Regions from separate parts of the Sus scrofa genome. Here all the other regions are linked to region 1. A link is a contact called in public Hi-C and HiChIP or PLAC-seq data. All regions are on one chromosome and are shown on one strand. Each heading gives the region's core, a stretch centred on a gene start, on an enhancer-like site or on the middle of the called end of the contact. The rest is flanking DNA. Distances are from core to core; before and after follow the strand shown. Region 1 holds the start of TPD52L1 (tumor protein D53). Region 2 has its middle 58 kb from the start of RNF217. Region 3 holds the start of LOC110256655.

Evidence for each region. Hi-C and Micro-C count contacts between places; a contact is called where the count stands out from the background. HiChIP or PLAC-seq counts read pairs in DNA pulled down with a chosen protein or histone mark.
Region 2: a Hi-C map of retroperitoneal adipose tissue shows a contact between it and region 1, with 2.1 times the contacts expected there. The contact joins the enhancer-like site here to the promoter of TPD52L1 in region 1. A contact is called at or near these places in 4 of 5 promoter capture datasets (fetal liver, fetal skeletal muscle and liver), 40 of 47 Hi-C or Micro-C datasets (adipocytes, adipose tissue, alveolar macrophages and 18 more) and 2 of 2 datasets of contacts at active chromatin or transcription factors (alveolar macrophages and skeletal muscle).
Region 3: a contact with region 1 is called in an H3K27ac HiChIP or PLAC-seq map of alveolar macrophages. The contact joins the promoter of LOC110256655 here to the promoter of TPD52L1 in region 1. A contact is called at or near these places in 2 of 5 promoter capture datasets (fetal liver and liver), 14 of 47 Hi-C or Micro-C datasets (alveolar macrophages, embryonic fibroblasts, fetal heart ventricle and 6 more) and 2 of 2 datasets of contacts at active chromatin or transcription factors (alveolar macrophages and skeletal muscle).

Annotation. Positions count from the first base shown.
Region 1 is chr1:37,760,046-37,763,598 of Sscrofa11.1, forward strand. It overlaps TPD52L1 (tumor protein D53), which reads right to left and starts at 1,625. Exons shown (of 8, transcript XM_021088718.1): 1 at 1,482-1,625. The coding sequence starts at 1,500.
Region 2 is chr1:37,968,093-37,971,645 of Sscrofa11.1, forward strand. No RefSeq gene overlaps it. Among named protein-coding and RNA genes, the nearest start is that of RNF217, 58 kb to the left of the region's middle. Within about 2 kb of position 1,514, at least 24 of the 83 cell types and tissues checked have an H3K27ac peak or open chromatin away from gene starts, as enhancers often do. A contact at or near this core is called in alveolar macrophages, fetal skeletal muscle, omental adipose tissue and 2 more, where this site is marked.
Region 3 is chr1:37,910,544-37,914,096 of Sscrofa11.1, forward strand. It overlaps LOC110256655, which reads left to right and starts at 1,676. Exons shown (of 3, transcript XM_021072815.1): 1 at 1,676-2,237. The coding sequence starts at 1,772. It overlaps RNF217 (probable E3 ubiquitin-protein ligase RNF217), which reads right to left and starts at 1,579. Exons shown (of 6, transcript XM_021072754.1): 1 at 597-1,579. The coding sequence starts at 1,475.

The DNA of each region.
Region 1 (3,553 bases), core at 375-2,874:
CTCACTGAGTAACAGAGTCACCTGGGAAGCTTTCCGATATACCCAGGCCCAGGCTCAGGCCCCAGAGATTCCTATTTGACTGGTTTGAGATCAGCCAATACTTAAGGTCTGCAAATAATTCTAATAATAATTCTAATAATTCTAATCTGCAAAGAAGGTTAGAAAGCTCCAGCGTTGTCCCCACCTGCTTCAGCATAGAGTGAAGGCCTCCCATCTGACCTCTGCTTTTGAATCCGACCAACAATCCCCCATCCTTGGTTGAATTCTCCTTTCCTAATTAGAAAATGGGGTGGGAGGGAAGTACTGGAAATGGCAGCTTTGTGGACAGGATCTTGGCTGAGGTAACAAACCAGGATGGTTCGTACTGATCAGACCATTGTAATCCTGGCAGCAAACCTGTTGGGTGGCTTGAGGCCCAGGCACCCGCCAAGCAGCTCTCAGGCCGAACACTTGGGCCCCTAAAGGGTGATCACACAGGGTCATGAACCTCTTCTTCCTCCGTCGTTCCCCCGCCTCCCCCCCAAAAAACAGGTTTTTATTTATTTTAAAAGCTATCATGGAATTTACTGCAGTGTGGAAGAAGGGTGGCAATGATTGCTTTAAAGGCTGAAAAAGGCTGAACTCCGCGTCCCATCCCTTCTTGGCGTGGCTCCCAAGAGAGACTCCAAAGTCAATGTTACGAGTCTTTTGCTCCACATCCGCCCACCTCTGCTTCTTTCCACCGACCATTTACTTCCTTTCTTGTACGATTCCATCGGGATTCCCTAACCCTAGTCCGAGAGTGACCCTAAAACACGAGGCTGCGCTCGGTGAAACCGCCTCAGGCTCCTCCAGTGGGCGACCCCAGCAGCTGGGAGCGCGGCGGCCAGGCCAGACAGCGGCCGGCGGCTCCACGCGCCTGGGGAGGGAGAGGTCGCTCCCTGACCGTGGGAAACAGGGACACACGCTGCTGGAGACCAGCAGGCGGGTAATGCTCTCGCGGCCTAGGAAGGCATATCTCCGCGCTGCAAACCCCTAGCGTAGCCGGGAGACCCAGGTCTCCGTGGAGCCATCACCTCAGCCCTGAACTTGGGAGCTGCTGGACGCAAAGCCACCGCTCAGAGCAGGAGAAGCCGCGCACCCTCCCTGCACCCGGCGGAAAAGGGAACGAAGCGCGGGCGCTGGACCCTGCCCCAGGTCCTTTGCGCGCCCGCGAGGATGGGCAAGCGTGAGGGCGGCTAGCTGGCAAAGAGAGCATTCCGCGGGCGCGTTTCCCGCGGAGGGTCCCCTCCACTTAAGGTCTCCTTCACCAGTCCCCAACCCCACCGCAAATCCAGAGTTTGGGGAGCAGGAATTATTTGGCAAGCGCAGGGAGAAGCGGAGTTGCGGACCTGTGGAGAGGTCACCCAGCCGCTCTGTCCGGGAGCAAAGTTGGGTGATGCAAGGCAAGGGCTTTTGTGCGCCCTAGGGCCTGACCCTCAGGGCGATTGGCCACCACTCACCTCGTGCCTGAGCCTCCATGGTAGCCGGACTTCGGATTGATAGACTGGGACGCTCGGCGGAGAAACAGCAGCGGTGCCCGAGCTCGGAATGCAGCTGGCGCCTCCTCTCCCCGCACGCGTGTCGCAGCGCCGCGTGGAGGGGGTGGGGCCCGCGGGGCTGCCTCGGCTGGCCGCTTCTGGTTTCCCCCGCCCCTTCCAGTCCACCTGGCCGGGACCTCGCTGCGACCGAGCCCCACTGCTGCGCGCCACCTGCCGGCCGCTCCACGCCTCTGGCGAGGGGCGCCCGCTGGGGACCTCAGGGCGCGTGCTCCACCCAACGATGCCTGAAGCAGGCCTGAAGTTGGTTGTGCCTTCTCTGTCTCTGTCTCTCTGTTTTGAGAATATATTTATTGATATTCATTTTATATTATTCAATGAAGTAATCCAAATGTATAAAAGCAATTTTCCTTTGGATATCACCATGATCCGTGTAGATACTCAACGGCCATAATCATCTGCAACTAGCACTAAGTCACACATTTAGATTTACAGCCCTGAGTATACATATTTCATTAAACAGTGGCACTTATGTACTCAAGTGGTCCAGTGGCTTTGGAATCTGTGACTACTGGGGCATGTGGAGTAAAAGTAATGCATACCTTTAAATCAAGGGAAAGGGTATCAATTATCAACAAATACGAATTACCGTCCTAGGCAAAGAAAGTACCACAGTTGACACCTGGTGTCGGAATCCTGGAGAGGAAGTTTCGTGGTTTTCTTTTTCTTTTTAATGGGAACGTTTATAATGAATGATCTGGCTAGGCCAATGGCAAGACTCATACACTGCTGCAGAGAGAGCCAGTGCCCTGGGGGAGAGGAAGGAGGGTGGATTTACAATAGCTAATAATCATTGCTCCTGGTAGAAATAACAGTTTCAGGTTCCTCTGACCCTCTGGACCCAATATTATTGTGCACCGATCAGTACATAACTTTGTTTCATGTGTGTTTCTGTTTAAAGATACGTTATTTAATACATGCTGTTAATTCATTAACGTCAAGCTCCTGGGGATCAACAGCATCATTAAGCTTATTTAATGTATGCATTTCTTCCTAAGGCAGGTACTGCCTACTGGCACTGAGGATACCAGACAACATTTAGCACTAGGCTTGAGGCCATTTTAAATGGCAAAATCACCTTCCGAAACATACAAAAATGGTTTATTTGTAGTCTGTGAGAAGGGCACTTAATTTATAGTCTAAGAGAGTTGAAACGAGTAGTTGGAGCTTAGCTGTTTTTGACCTTAGCTGGGAGGTAAGTGCCTCTCCACCCAACTTTTCAGGGCTCTGCCCATGTCTGGGAGGGACCATGAAAGCACTATATTGATTTTGGTGTCACAAATAAATTTTATCGGGGAGGCAAACTGACAAATATAGAATCTGCAAGTAAAAGAATCAACTATGTATTTCCTAATTTGAAACCCATGGGCCGAACCTGTAGGTTGATGCAGCAGTCACATTTTCAGAGATGAGACTAGAAACTAACAGTTCTGTTCCTGGCCTGGCAATGTGACTAGAAAACATGGCAGGGAGTAAGAAATACCAGCTTCTGTGTCACATTCTCAGGTCTTTAGCTGTCATAGATCTCCCCCTCTTCTTCCCAGCTACACAATCTTCACCTGCAAAATACAACGTGGTATTTATTTACCTTGGACTTGAATGATTTGCTATATTTCTCAGGGTTTCTTTCTTTCTTTCTTGGATGGTCAAGTCTCAGGGTCGAGTAGGGGTCTTATGTTGAACATCCCATATTTCCTGCCAAAGAGCCCTATTCATAGCTCAAAAAAGACTTATGGAACAAAGAATTAACTAACCACGAGGTTCTATTTTCTCTCTCAAAGTGCAGTTATTCTCAGAGTACAGACTAACAAATACTAATGGAGTCTTACATTTTTGCTTGAAAGAAGGAACATTCATGATTTCCTGGCACATGTATAAACATGGCAGTGGTTTTCATTATGTTGAAGATGTTCCTGATTTTTTTACATTATTTTTCATAGTTATTTCCCCAATACAATTTTTTTTTGTCTTTTTTT
Region 2 (3,553 bases), core at 264-2,763, 210 kb after region 1:
GATCGATCTATCTACAGCATTTTATACATTTACACACACACACACACACGCACACACATATATGAGAGTGAGAATATTTGCCTACTGAAGCGGTGAACAACTCAGCAATTGTAAGGATATTTGAGTTAGAGAAATACCAAGAACACTTCAAGTAGGCAGGGATGGCTGAGCTCTTCAGGCCACTGCTTAAAGGATTTAAATGACACTGATGTGGAAGTATTAAATGTTTTAAGTTAGAGTAAAAAGTGAGAATGAGAGAGTGAATCATCTGCATAAGAAGGCAAATGATCTATCTAGTTCCATGAATTTTATTTATTTCTGTTTTGGTGTGGAAAAACATTTTGGCACATTTTGCTTAAACTAAATGCCCACGTCTGTGTTAACTGAAGACTTCCTACTTTCACAATGAATAAAAGCAAGGTGGGAATGAGAATGGAGAGAAAGTGTTTTTAACAATAAATTACCCTGGGCTTGATATAAAGCCTAAATCTTTTAAGGAGTGAAATTTATTTTAAGCAATGATAAGATGGAAATACCAGTGTATTACAATGGAAGTAGGGTGTTTGCCCAAAAGAACAGTATGAAACAAAATGCCATGAAACAAAAGCAACCAAGTTAAGAACCAAATTATAGAATAATGCTTGTCTCTCTTACAAAATTTTTTCTGATCCAATTTCATATGACAATATGTATTTTCTATTTTTGGCTGTTTGGGGAGAAGGGGTCTGGTCTTTTTTCTTCCTTGAAAGAACCTGACAGGAAATGATTCTTGCCACTAACTTGCCACTAAGTCGAAGGAGGCGTATTTACATAGTTCCTCGTGATGCGACCAGGAAATCCTGTTGTAGAAAAGAGTTGCAGAAAAAGGAAGAAAAAAAAAATGTAGCCTGCTTATGTTTTCTTAAACTTCCCCTGCACTGCCCCCGCCCCCAGAGCCATTTAAAATAAAGTCTCACTTAAAAAAAACCCCATAGATGTCAGCATCAAAGATCATACTTCTGGGTCGTCTGCTTGTCTCTTGTTGATGAAAACCTAAGGTAAAGACTTCAGGTGCATCTTCCCTCATTCCTAGGTCTGTCCTGTCTCCTCAGAGACAGTTGAATCACCATGTGCAGGAGAAGACATTCCAGCTTTGCAGGTTTCTAATCTCCTGTTTGACATGCCATCAGGTCTCCCGCTGACGTCTGTGAGCTGTGCCTCAAAGACAGAAAGGATCGGGCTCTGTGATCTCTCTTCTGAATGACAGCGACGCTGCCTGCCAGGAGGGGGCTGTCACTTCAGATTCCACAGCAACTTGAGCAGCTGCAGCTGCTGCCTGAGGGAAAACCAGATGCACCAATATTTTGAATGTGCTGTCAGGTTTGCTAGGAATGTACAGACTTGTTGCAGTTGTTTTGCAGGATTCTGGTATTTGAAATCTGTCACAAAGCCAATTCCAATTGAGGTAATAATATGATAACTCTGAGACTAGGCGCCATGTACTAAATTTTACTTGAGGGTTCACACGTTCTTACCGACAAGTTCTACGAACCCCATGTTATAAATAGGGAAAGTCCCCAGCACGTCTCAGGACACATCGTAAATCAGTTCTATAATTGGTAATGTGGTGTCATATCTATTCTCCAGGAACTTTCAACCATTCTTGTACTATGTATAATGTATTCTTTTATCCTGGAAAGGATGGGGGCCGTTTATTTCCACCTGGGAGTGAAGAATTATCAAGTTAAAATCAAGGGCTCTAAACAAATTTTATTTGGAATGAAGCATTATTATTGTAATTCAGAGACAGAATTTATATTTTATATATTCGTGTGTGATCATTATTGGATATTCAAATGGCACTCTTTCTCAAATTCCCATTCTTTGTCAAGAAGGCAGACTTTGTACTCTTCTGATCAGATTTTCTCTTTCTATAGCCGTTTTCCCCAATTTGCTCTTTTTGTCACTTTAGAAAGTGTGAGCATGCCAATTTAAGATTATCTCACAGAGTTCACAGTTTTAAAAGCCGTATTTCTTCCTTGATCTTCCTTGACTATCTTGATTCTCAACCTAAAATGAAAATTTGATCCTTTTGGAACTTAATTGAATGCTTTGATCATTAGGGATTTTCACTAGGCAAAAAGCACAAGCAGGAGAGGCTAACATCTTAATGTGATGAACTTCCACTGCAGAAGATTATACCTCTGAGGAAGAAGACATGCCCTATTGCACAAGCAGGGCTGTGGTTTGCCTTGTTTATTCTGTGTCTCTGGCATATAGAACAGTGCTTGGCATAAAGTAATGATGATATACTGTTTATTGAAGGAAAGCATGAATGAATGAATAAGCAATTGAATAAATCAAAGACTCTCAGGAGGAGCCTTTGATGTTGTTATGGGGAGAAAAAAGGAAGAAGACTGCAAAAACTCTTCTAACATTTCTTCTCCTTGCCTTTAATAACATAAATGTATATTGGATGCAGTAGAGGGGCTAAGAGAAGGTCTCTGCCCTCAAGCCATCTTCATAGCAGCTACTGATTCCAGTGGCAGCTTTCAGGTCCTCAGTCCTTCTAATGTCCAAGATATACACTGTAACCAAGTAAATGTTCCTGTATGCTGTTCCCAAGATTTAGAAAACAGGAACTTTGTGGTTTGCATCATCATTTTTTTGAGGCTTCCTTCAGCTCTAATTCCTTCCACATATTTAGTGTTCTATTAGTATTATTGTTGAACTGAACTTTTAAATTTCAAAAGCATATCTTAAAGACAGTTTCATATTTCCAGATAATAAATAGCTTTTTCATTACTTTTTGCTAAATAGAGATGCTTAGAGCATTCCAAAAAGTTTCTTAATCACTGAACTTCTTTGGCATGGACATTCATCATGTTCCCCCCACTTGCATACTTACTTTGTCTCTCTACATACTTGCCTTGTGTCTTTTTCTGACTTTCAGTTTTCTCCTGTATAAATTGTGGATAATATTTACCTTTTGAAGAGTTAATAATATTCAAGACACCCCATATAAAAACACTGAAAATTTCTGCATATTTTAAGTATTCTTCTCAAAATTGCCAATTAGCAGCATCAGATAGGATTATTAATATGGTCCTTAGGTGACACAGACATTAGCAATGAATAATACCTTGACTATATTCTCAAGTAGCCACAGATCCAGCAGTTAAGTAAATGAATCATAATGCAACTGGATGATAATAAGTGAAAAAAGTACTTAGGAACATGGTGATTAACTTCATCATGGATACACCGGGAAGATTTTATATAGAGAATGGAATTTTGATTTCAGTCTTGATGAATGACTGTAAGTGTACCAAGCCAAGAGAATTAAGAGGGTCATTTTAGGCTGTAGATGTTCATAAAATAGAAGTTCAGAGGGACCAGAACCTTCAGTGCGGGTTCAGCCAGAGTGGAGGTGGGAGGGAGGTGGTGAAGAAGTAGGGAAAGTTTGTTGAGACAGATGTGAAGGAACTTGTAAGGGAAGCCAAGGAATTCGATTTAATTTTTTGTAATTAAATCGATGTTTTGGAAAATTAACTCAGAAGTAGTGTGAATGATA
Region 3 (3,553 bases), core at 426-2,925, 150 kb after region 1:
CTTTGCTCTTTCTGTTTTGTTCCCTCTTAAAGAAATAAAGCCCGCTGAAAAAGTACTTCAACTTCCCTGTGGAAAAAGAAACTGAAAAGTGGACCAGAGCCAGGAATAAATAAATTAAAAACGCTTTTCCTGGACTAACTAAATGGAGCAAAATTTCAAATTCAGGTATCATTCCTTGCAACACTTCTCTCCACCAACTCAACATATGTTTATTTTCTGCCCACTATTTGAGGTTCTGGAATACCAGGCCTCAAAAGCACTCTCATTGCCCTCTTCCTCCTGCAAGGTCTTGCTGGCAATCTAATAAAAGAAATAAGCAGAGGGCAATTCAAGTGTACCACCTGGTTCTACGGTTGCTGATCAAAGCCTGAAGTTCACGCAGAATTAAATTCCGGTCACCTTAACCAGTGAAGACAAACACACTTAAATATTCTAAGGACAACAACAGAGAAGTGAGAAACTGACAGAGGTCCTCTGTAAGGGCATTCATCACCTCCTCCCGCGAGCAGAGCAGGGAGCTGGCGAGCTGGCCATCCTGGCCAGTGCTCTGGAATGCTGAATGGGGAACAGAGGAAGGATAGAGGTGCTGAGCTTACCTGGGAACTCAGGTAGACTTTGAGGCACTCCTCGCACACGGCCTTCTTGCAGCAGGGCAAGGGCTTGATGGGCTTGTCTTCCAGGCACACCCGGCACATCAGCACCATAAGGGGCGCATAGGGATCCCCGACCCCACCCAGGCCAGAGTAGGGTGGAGCTCCCAGCAAGCTGGGCACGGAGAATGGCTCGGGCGCCAGGTAGAACTCCAGCTCGATGCTGCCGCCGTCGGGAGACAGGGGGTCCGTTGGGAGAGACAGCGGGGGGCTAGGGAAGGAGGAGGGGGTGCTGGGAGGGTTGATCACTGGAGGAGCCCGAGGTGGCGACGACGCGGTCAGCGAAAGCCGCTCCGCCGAGGGGACCTCGGGCAGGTCGTTCTCCACGCAGAAAACAGAGCAGAAGACTTGTCTCTTGGCGGGAGGCGGGCGCCGCTGCCCTAGCACGTCCAGGACCAGTCCGTCCGGGACCCCGACGCGGGTCCGGGGCTCGGACTCCTCGCCCGGGGGCGCCTCCTGCTGTTCATCCCCTCCCTCGTTTCGGCTCCTCGCTTCCTCCTCCTCCTTGGCCAGCTGCTGTTGCAAAGCCTGGGGGTTGAGGGGCCCGGTGAGGGCCAGTCCCGAGGGTTGACCCGGCGCGTGGCTTTTCCTCCAGCTCGGAGTTCCCCGGCTCCTCTCTGGCTCCGGGGCGCTCGTATCCGCGCAGCCCGAGTTGCTTCCGCAGCTGCGGCCGCTCAGCTCCGCGGAGGCGGTGCGCGGCCCGGGCGCCCCGGCGCTGTCCCCCGGCGGCCTCGGGGGCTCGGGATGGCCCGCGGCGCCACTAGCGGGAGTCCGCGCCTCCCGGGGCCCGCCGCCGCCGCTCACCGTGCTCTGCTCCTCGCCCATCGCCGCCCGCGGCCCGAGCCGCCGCTGCCCATCCAGCCGCCGGGACCCCTACCCGGCGCCGGCGGGCAGCGGGGGCAGAGGCTCGGCTCGACTCGCGGCTCCGCTTCTGCTTCCGGGTCCCTCCTCCGGGGCTGGGACGCCCCGAGCTCCCTCCGGGGAGCCCGTGCTCCCGGGCAGCGGCGCGCAGGGAGCCCGGCCCGGCCCGCGGCTCCTCCTCCTCGTCCTCCCGCGCGGCGGGGCACCGCCTCGGGGGCGCCGAGGGCCGCTCGCTCCGGCAACCGGCGCGCCCTCCCCACATGCAGGTCGGGGCGGTGCCGCGGCCCCCGGGAGCCCCGGGCGGGACAGAAGGGTCTGAGGGGAGGCGGCCGTCAGTCCCGCGCCATCGCCGGACCCCGCTGCAAACCGGGCGGCCGGAGGGCGGTGGTCCAAGGGTCCAGGGGCCTGTGGCGCCGCCGCGGCGCGCACCCGGAGGGGCAGCCGGAGCGCGAGCCAGCCGCCGCGGCCCCTGGGGGAGAGGCCGGAGCGCGCGACCTCCTTCTCCCGCTCCTCGTGCTTCACCTAGAGCACTCTTCGCCGCCCCTCACCCCACCCCTTTGGCGCACACCTCCCCACACGTACACACGCGCGCGGGCACCGCGCACTCACTCACGCACACCCCGAGTGGGTGTGATCTCAGAGCCGGGATGCGCTCTCGCGCCCGGAGTTCACACTGGGCCTCGACCAAAACCTCCAGAGCAGGCAAGCTGCCCTTTGGGCTACGCTGTGAGTAGAAACTTCCTACAAAACTCTTTACTGAAAGCTGGAACTAGAAAACACTGGCTACTTGAGGGCTTTGGTGTCGCGTGTTCCTCTTGAGTTCGTCTCATTTTAAATCCTCCGAAGAGGGAGTTCAGAGAAATAACGCTAGGAATTATTAATTCAAAACGCGGTATATATAGTTTTCTGTTTAATGAAGTAGGAAGGATGTTTGAAAGCCACAAATACGCCAAAAAGCACTCTTAACCTACTCCTCCAACTGGAAGCCTTATGAAAGCTGATAAATAACGAATTTAAGATGTATCCCTTTCCCTCCTTGTCACAGTTCTCTTAGGAACTTTTTTAACCCCTTGAATATTCCAAAATTTGTAGCATAAGGTAGTAAGATGGTCTGGCCTAGTTAATAAACTGGATCATTGGTGGAAATCATGAAAAGTTTCATTAGCATAACCATATTTACCCCAAAACTGTTTCCAAGACAACAATTATATTTGAGCCAGAACTTAATTATGTGTTGATCTATCTTTATTTTCCAGGAAGTATTAGTCACCCAGACTGGTGCATTTTAGTTCCCTAAAGCCAATGAAAACATTTTTGGGAAGCCAACCTTTTACTTTTTCCCCCATCTTGAGAGGGAATTCAATTTACGCATTAATGTAATAGGAAGGAGCTGTGAAGTGTGTCAAAATTGTCCTCTTGAAGTTGTTATTGGTTGTTCTAAAATATTGTTCGGATACAAATGATAGAAAGGTGACTAGCTACACAGTACTAAGAAAGCAGGATGACACTAAAGAGCATTTCCGTCGTGTGTCTGATGGCTCCGTAAAGGGACGAATCGAATCAATGGGTCTAAATGCCATCTCATTTATCAGTCTGACCCAAGAATGAAGAATTTTTATTTGGAAGATTGAATGCTATTTAGGGATTTTTTTTTTCCATCTTGGATAATTGATTTCCTAGTAAATGCTGTTTTCTCCCAATCCTAGTGTTTATTGTTTTAAAGACAGGGGACAAGAAGCCCACATGTATGTGTCTTTTGTGTATGCCATCTGATAACTACTTTTCTTTTTTTTAAGGTTTTTATTTTTTCTATTATAGTTGATTTACAATGTTATGTCAATTTCCGCTGTACAGCAGTGACCCAGTCATATATATATATACACATTCTTTTTCTCACGTTATCCTCCATCATGTTCCATCACAAGTGACTAGATATAATAATGAATAGATATTATTATATAATAATAATAATAGATACTTTCTATTCTTACTAGAGGGATATAAAAGCAGTCCATGGTTTTGGGGTGACAGTATGCTGAGAG